Regions from separate parts of the Callithrix jacchus genome. Here region 1 is linked to region 2. Evidence: chromatin contacts called from public Hi-C data. All regions are on one chromosome and are shown on one strand. Each heading gives the region's core, a stretch centred on a gene start, on an enhancer-like site or on the middle of the called end of the contact. The rest is flanking DNA. Distances are from core to core; before and after follow the strand shown. Region 1 holds the start of LOC103793425. Region 2 holds the start of SLC38A10 (solute carrier family 38 member 10).

Region 1 (3,752 bases), core at 476-2,975, 180 kb before region 2:
GAGAATTGCTTAAACCCAGGAGGGGAGGTTGCGGTGAGCCGAGATAGCACCATTGCACTCCAGCCTGGGTAACAAGAGCGAAACTCCGTCTCAAAAAAAAAAAAAAGAAAAGAAATGATGGGCCGGGCTTGGTGGCTCACGCCTGTAGTCCCAGCACTTTGGGAGGCTGAGGCAGGCAGGTCACCTGAAGTCAGGAGTTTGCGACCAACCCGGACAACATAGTGAAACCCTGTCTCTACTAAAAATATAATTAGCTGGGTGTGGTGGTGCATGCCTGTAGTCCCAGCTATTGGGAGGCTGAGGCAGGAGAATCGCTTGAACCTGAGAGGTGGAGGCTGCAGTGAGCCAAGATCATGCCACTGCACTCCAGCCTGGGCAATAGAGCGAAACTCTCTCAACAAAAGAAAAAAATATGTAATGTAACATACCCAAACCATTGAATTGTACACTTCAAATGGGTAAATTTTATGGTATGTGAATTATATCTCAATACTGCTATTAACTTTACAGGCCAGGCACAAGGGCTCATGCTTGTAATTATAGGAGGCCAAGGTGGGAGGATTGCTTGAGCCCAGGAGTTCAAGACTAATCTGGGCAACATAGGAGACCTTGTATCTACAAAAAATTAAAAATAATTAACCATGCATGGTGGCATGTGTCTGTAGTCCCAGCCACTTGGGAGGCTGAGGTGGGAGGATCGCTGGAGCCAGGGAGGCTGAGTTTGCCGTGAGCCGTGGTGGTGCCGCTGTGCTCCAGCCTGGGCCACAGAGCAAGAGCTCCTGCCTCAAAACAAAATGTTTTTTAAAGATTTACATCTGTAATTTCAGAAGCAGTGTGTGCCATTGATATCTGCTCCAAGAACGCTCTTGGTTTGGGTGTGGCAGGATTTCAGTTCCCAGGGAGGCAGATATTCTCTGAGCTAAAAGCCTGTTTCTCCCCAAGAGAGAGGGCAGCACTCCTTTACCAGGTGTGTGCCTAACAGTTCTAGATCCCACTGGGAGAGCAGCGAGGGAAGGATCGCTCATTTAAAATGTACACACAGAGGCGGCTCCAGTACAGAGAGGGGCTGTAGACCTTGAAATGCTCCTCCCAGCACACACAACTCCAGATGACAGGATAACATGAGACACAGCTCCTGCGTCAATACTCCCCCAGCTCCTGCCTGGGTGCTCCCCAGTTCCTGGCCTGACGCTCCCCAGTTCCTGCCTGGACATTCCTCCAGCTCCTGGCCTACGTGCTCCCTCAGCTCCTGCCCAGATGCTCCCCCAGCTCCTGGCCTGATGCTCCCTAACTCCTGCCTGGATGCTCCCCCAGCTCTTGGCTTAGGTGCTCCCCAGTTCTTGCCTGGGTGTACCCCCAGCTCCTGGCCTAGGTGCTCCCCCGGCTCCTGGCCTAGGTGCTCCCCCAGCCCCCCAACTCAGAATGCTCCTTCCCTCTGGCCAGGCCCCCTTTCCGGCCCCGCCCCTTCGGGGCTCCGGCGGGAACCCACCTGGCTTTTTCTTTCCAACCAGACCAGCTCCCTCTGTTTTCCAAGTTGCCTGCTAATCCAGTTGGAAACACGGGCCTTGAGGGGTGAGCGAGGGCGCTCCTCACGAAGCAGCCACATAAGGTGCGAAGAAGTCCCAAGGCCCACCCAGAAGGAGCGGCCACCTTTCCCTCACGGGCCACGCGCGCTGCCCACGCGGCCACGCTTGGGGCCTGGCAGGCGGCTGCCATCCCGGCCACGGCCGCTGGAGGGCGCCCCTGCACCGCTCCTGCCGGCCGGCTCCCGTGGGAGGGCGCCTGTGACGGGCGCCGGAGGTTGATCTCCTGGTTCACGCCAGGATTGAGAACCCGCGGCTGGAGCTGGAGGCCTCAGGGCCGAGTTCAGATCGCGGTCTCGACCCACCTGGCGGCGACTTCCGGTCCCGTGGCTGTGCTGCAGCTCGCCAGGTCGGAGTGAAAATGCAGAAACGGCCCCTTGGACTAAGTCACGACCGTTCGTTTCTCGCAGTGCCACGTGGTTGCCTGCGGTCAACCTAGCAATACACGCGGCGCCCGCCCCACTGCCCCGGGCCTGAACGCACCGGCCACGATCGGCAGCCCCCTCAGATCCTGAGACCTGCACACCGCAGTGCAGGCGTAGGGGTCCTCAGCCCGCGCCATCCAAGCAAGAACCACGAGCGCGGGCGCCACGCCTTCCCCCACCCTTTTCCCTGAGCCCCTAGCTGGCGGTCCCTCCTGCAGCAGCTGGGCCTGGAATTCCGGCTGCGGAAGGGGCAGCACCCACGCGCAGCTCACGCCATGCATGTGGTCGCTGCGAGGGTCTCCGCCTTTCCAGCCTGGTCCCCGGCTGTTTCCTGAAGCTGCCTAAGAAGCAGGTGCCTCGGCCAAACTAGCTCCTGCCCCCGAGCCGGCCAGTGCCCTCAGCCTACGGGCCCCGGGGCAGAGTGCTGGTGGATGACAGGCCCTGTCCACCCTGTCCTCCCTGGGAGCTAGCTGGTGACACTCGTCTGCCTCGGGTGGCCCAATATTGGTCACTCGACATGAAGGGACAAAGTGATCTGACTGTCCAGGATGACAGTGAGCTCGCCATTGTCCTGGCATGTGTGGGCAAGCGCCATGCTGAGAGGGGCTAGCCGCCCGCCCGCTGCTGGTGGTCTGACTCAGGAAACCTCGCCCTCCTGAGCAGCAGCAGGAGGAGAGGCAGCCGCACCGGACCTCTGGGGAGGGATTGGAGGGGATGGCCCTGCAGCCCTTGCTGGGACAGGAGGGACGCGGCAGCTGCTGGGGCTCCAGCAGGGGCTGTCCCTCGGTCAGCTGGGTCACAGAGCAGCCGGCGCCTGGATCATTCTCAGGCTGCCCTAGGGGGAGGCTTCCGCTCCAGGTGGGTGACCCCGGGTCCTCGCTATCAACCCCTCAATCTGTTTCCTCTTTCCTCTCTGCCTCCTCCAGCCTCCTTGGGCAGCCTCCGCTCTTTCTCTGGTGGAGACTTCCAGCTTCCGGAGGCCTCCATGTGAGAGCAATAAAATGCCTTTGAAAGGAGGCTGGGGTGTCTTGGGAAATTTGGCGCCCCAAAGGGACACAGAAGCCCAGAGGTGGCTGCCTCTGGGTAGGAGACTCAGGCCTAGCTGTGCTTCCAGGGAACACACAGCAGGGACAGTCCCCACTGACTTTCCTCCCAGTCCACCTCCACTAACTCACCTCCCTCTTGTCAACATGGGGAGTCTCCTGCCCTGATGCGTCTGAACCACGCTTGGGGAGACGCCCTCCTGCCTTCCCCTTGGCTCTGCTTCCCTCTTCCCTCCTGTTCACCAGCTCCAGCCACCCCGATGGGGCCTGTTTAATTGATTCAATTTGTTCAACAGTAAAAACACTCCGCAAATGTCAGCCTCCCAGCACCCCACCCCTGGGGAGCCGCAGACACCTGCCAAGGCTCTGGGCTGGGAGTCCTTCCAGGGGCCACTTACTCCAGGCTTTGGGGGAGGCCCCTGGGCCTGGGAGCTCTCAAGGGTGGCCATGCTCATCAGAGCAGAGCAGCCACTTCGGCCCAGGGACTGCTCCGTCCATGGCACCAGTGGTGTCCTGAACAGTGATCTGATGCAAACGCCTCATTCTTAAGGGTTTAAGTGTTTTTAGACTCCCAGGTCTGGGAGGGTGACCTTGGAGATGACCCCTGTTTTGGTCAAGTTGCCATTCCAGGCCCAGGCCACTGTCGGGATCCCACTTTCTCCATCAACCCAGGCTTGGGACTTTTCCAAGTAATCAGTGCT
Region 2 (3,642 bases), core at 652-3,151:
TATTGTCCAGAACCCTGCCTGCAAGGGACACAGGAAGTGTATTCTTTATCCTAGGCAGTCATACGTGCAGGCCAATCTGTATTAATTTGGAAAATGGAATAAACTACTATTAAGAGACAAATAGTTGGCTGGGCATGGTGGCTCACCTCTGTAATCCCAGCACTTTGGGAGGCTGAGACAGGCAGATCGCTTGAGCCCAGGAGTTCAAGACCAGCCTGGGCAACATGGCAAATCCCCATCTCTACAAAAAAATTTAAAAACTACATGGTGGCACACACCTGTAGTTTCAGCTACTGAGGGCCTTAAGTGGGAGGATCACTTGAGTCCAGGAGGCAGAAGCTGCAGTAAGATGAGACTGCGCCACTGCACTCCAAACTGGGCAACAGCTCGAGACTCTGTCTCAAAAAAAAAAAAAAAAAAGGTAAACGTTTAAAGAAAAGTAATGAATTGAAAAAATCTGGATTGTGATGATCCCAAGACAGCAGGGAAGAAGTGCAGCTGGGGAGGAACTGAAAGGGAGGATCTCAGTCCCTGGTAATTTTTGTTCTTAAAGCCAAATAGCAGGTTTATGGTATTTATTACATAATAAAAAGGTTATGGATGTGTGTGTATTTCATTTATATGAAAGTAAATGGGCTGGTTCACACCTGTAATCCCAGCATTTTGGGAGGCCGAGGTGGGTGGATCATCAGAGGTCGGGAATTCTAGACCAACCTAGCCAGCATGGTGAAACCCCATCTCTACAAGAAATCCAAAAATTAGCCGGGCGTTGGGGCGGGGGCGCCTGTAATTCCAGCTACTTGGGAGGCCGAGGCACGAGAATAGCTTGAACCCGGGAGGCAGAGGTTGCAGTGAGCTGCGATCGCACAACTGCACTACAGCCTGGGCGACAGAGCGAGACGCTGACTCAAAAAAATAAAAATAAAAAATGAATCAGCATCTATTATTTTGCTTGCGTATTTAATTCGTCTTTACCCTGGCATTTCTTCTTGTTCTTCTCCTGGGGGTGGGGCACAGCCTTACCTGGCTGAGGAACTGGCCTCTGTTCTAAGACACCTGGTCCAGCAGGTGCTGCAGACACAGCCTCCTTTCCTCTGCCCTCCTCCCCAGCCCTCTGGTATACGCGCTCAGTCAGCAGACTCAGAGTGAGCTGCTAGGTGCCAGGAATCCACAGGTCTATCAGGACCCTTCTCTGTTCTCTCCTCTCCCCGGCTTCCATTTCTACCCCAGGAATTCTCATTTGTCCTTCAAGCGCCAGACTAGAAGCCACCTCCTTCTGGAAGCCCTCCTGGGTTTCTCGGGTCATGAAAACCTCCACCTCTCCTGTCCCCTCCCGGCATGTTCCTTGCTCTTTTCGTATGAGAAGGTGAAGTTCTCCATGGCTGCGGCTCTGGGCTCGGCTCTGAAGTGCACCGCATCCCCTTAGAGTTCTCTGGCCTTAGCGAGTGGCCGAGCCTTTCTGCGCCTAGCGTTTCATCCCTACCTCGTAGGTGCTAATTCCTCAGAACAGGCTAATTTTCGGCTTCCCACCGCCCGTGCCCCGGCACCAAGCACTCGCCCCCAAATCGGACCTGGGGGTAAAGGCCGAGAAGGAACCCTAAAACCTGCTCCTTCCCGGAGGGCACAGCGCCTCCCTTTCCCTCCAGTCCGCGACTCCCTTCTAAATCGAGGCCTAGCGGGGCGATTCGTTGTCCAGCTCCAGTTAAAGCGGGTCTTTGGGAACAGCTCTGCAGGACCAAATCCGAGAACCAGGCAGCTACGCAGCCACACAGCTCTCGCGGCCATAGGGTTCCTCCGGCCCTGTTTCCGCCCGCCCTTTCGGGCCCGCCTCTCATTGGCTCGCGTCCCTCAAAGCCCCGCCCCCTACCGTCACTTCCGGGCAGCGGAGCCCGCGGAAGGCGGAAGTGTGAGAGTTGCTGAGGCGGCTGTGTGTGGCTGAGGTGGCCTTAGCTGGCTCCGCGGCTCTTCCGGATCTGGGCTCGGAGATTCACTGGAGACGAACGCATGGCTCTGAGGCGGCAGCAGAGCCTGGTGGAGTCCGGAGGTTGACGTCGCCCCCGCTCCGGCCCTTGAGGCCGCCTCCTCCGGGCAGTCTCCGGGGCCCGCGCCCGCGCCCGCGCCTGCTCAGGCTCCCGTGCCGCTGCCCATCCCCGCCCCAGTGGTGTTCTGGACGTTGGGACCTGTGACCTTGGCCTTGGGCAGGGCTCCCAAAGCCGGCTGCAGCCCGGCGACCCTAGACCTCTCACTATGACCGCGGCCGCCGCCTCCAACTGGGGGCTGATCACGAACATCGTGAACAGCATCGTAGGGGTCAGTGTCCTCACCATGCCCTTCTGCTTCAAACAGGTGAGTCCCGTGGGCCCGGGGGTCACCGCCCTCGCCTCCCCCGCGGAGGGGGCGTCTGGCCGGGTCCTCCTGGTTAAAGCTCCCGCGGGGGCAGGGCTTCGCTGGGCGGGTGCAGGCGGCCGCGGGCGGGGCGACCTTCGGGGTCCCGGCGCAGTCCCCGCAGAGAATCCGTGGATGAAAAGCGCACGGCATCGGCCCTGGCAGCTCTGGCCGGAAAGTTCCTCACACTCAAAAACTGGATACCGAAGCAAACTGTAATAAAGCAAAATGATCCTTCAGAAGCGGAAGGGAACCGCAGCACTCAATGTTTTCACGCTTTATCCTGTGTTTAAAAACTCTGACCGGCCGCACCTGTCTTCAGAAGCACACAATTCACCCCTCCCAGGCCTCGGTTGCAAGGTGATTACAGACATCCAGGTTGTACACCTCAGATCTGTGTTTCACAAAAACTGCACATTTGGCCAGGTCGGCAGCTCACACCTGTAATCCCGGCACTTTAGGAGGCCAAGGCGGATGGATCACCTTAGGTCACGAGTTCAAGACCAGCCTGACCAACATGGTGAAACCCCATCTCCACTAAAAATACAAAAATTAGCAGGGTGTGGGGGCGGGCGCCTGTAGTCCCAGCTAGCTACTCAGGAGGTGAGACAGTAGAGTCGCTTATAACAGGAGGCGGAGGTTGCGGTGAGCTGAGATGGCGCGGCTGCACTGCAGCCTGGGCAACAAGAGTGAGACTCCGTCTCAAAAAGACCCCAAAACACCCCTGCACGTTTGACCTAATGTGTGCAAACGTTACCATAGTTGAAAAAAATGTACTAAAAGTTTAGTGTCATTCTAGCATTGAATAACACATGAAAGAAAATGGCCTTTTCTAAGTGGCATCTGTTTAATCCACAATAAATAAGCATTTAGTGCTTTGGAAAAGGGAGGCTGATGGAAACATTACCAAGCAGGTAGAAAAATGAAAACAAGATGTATATTTTGAAACAAAATGGTACCAGTAGTTTAATTTTAGATGAGCAAACACTTTATTTTTCATATTTATTATCTTTGGGATAAAAATATCCAAAAAATTTTTTCAGCCTGAGCAACATAGTAAGACCCCATCTCTACAAAAAAATTTTAAAAGTTAGCTGGGTATGGTGGTGCATACCTGTAGTCCCAGCTGCTTGGGAGGCTGAGGCAGGAGGATCACTTGAGCCCAGGAGTTTGAGGTTACAGTGAGCTATGTTTGCACTGCTGCACTCCAACCTGGGCAACACAGCAGGACCCCAACTCTTAAAAAAAAAAACAACT

What was found. A called contact is a pair of places that touch in the nucleus more often than the background predicts.
Region 1: a contact with region 2 is called in a Hi-C map of skeletal muscle, with 3 times the contacts expected there. The contact joins the promoter of LOC103793425 here to the promoter of SLC38A10 in region 2. A contact is called at or near these places in 2 of 3 Hi-C or Micro-C datasets (both in skeletal muscle).

What each region holds. Positions count from the first base shown.
Region 1 is chr5:137,143,699-137,147,450 of calJac240_pri, reverse strand. LOC103793425 reads right to left here and starts at 1,725. Exons shown (of 5, transcript XM_078374955.1): 1 at 1,490-1,725. It also overlaps the pseudogene LOC100894947.
Region 2 is chr5:136,966,309-136,969,950 of calJac240_pri, reverse strand. It overlaps SLC38A10 (solute carrier family 38 member 10), which reads left to right and starts at 1,901. Exons shown (of 13, transcript XM_078374942.1): 1 at 1,901-2,346. The coding sequence starts at 2,248.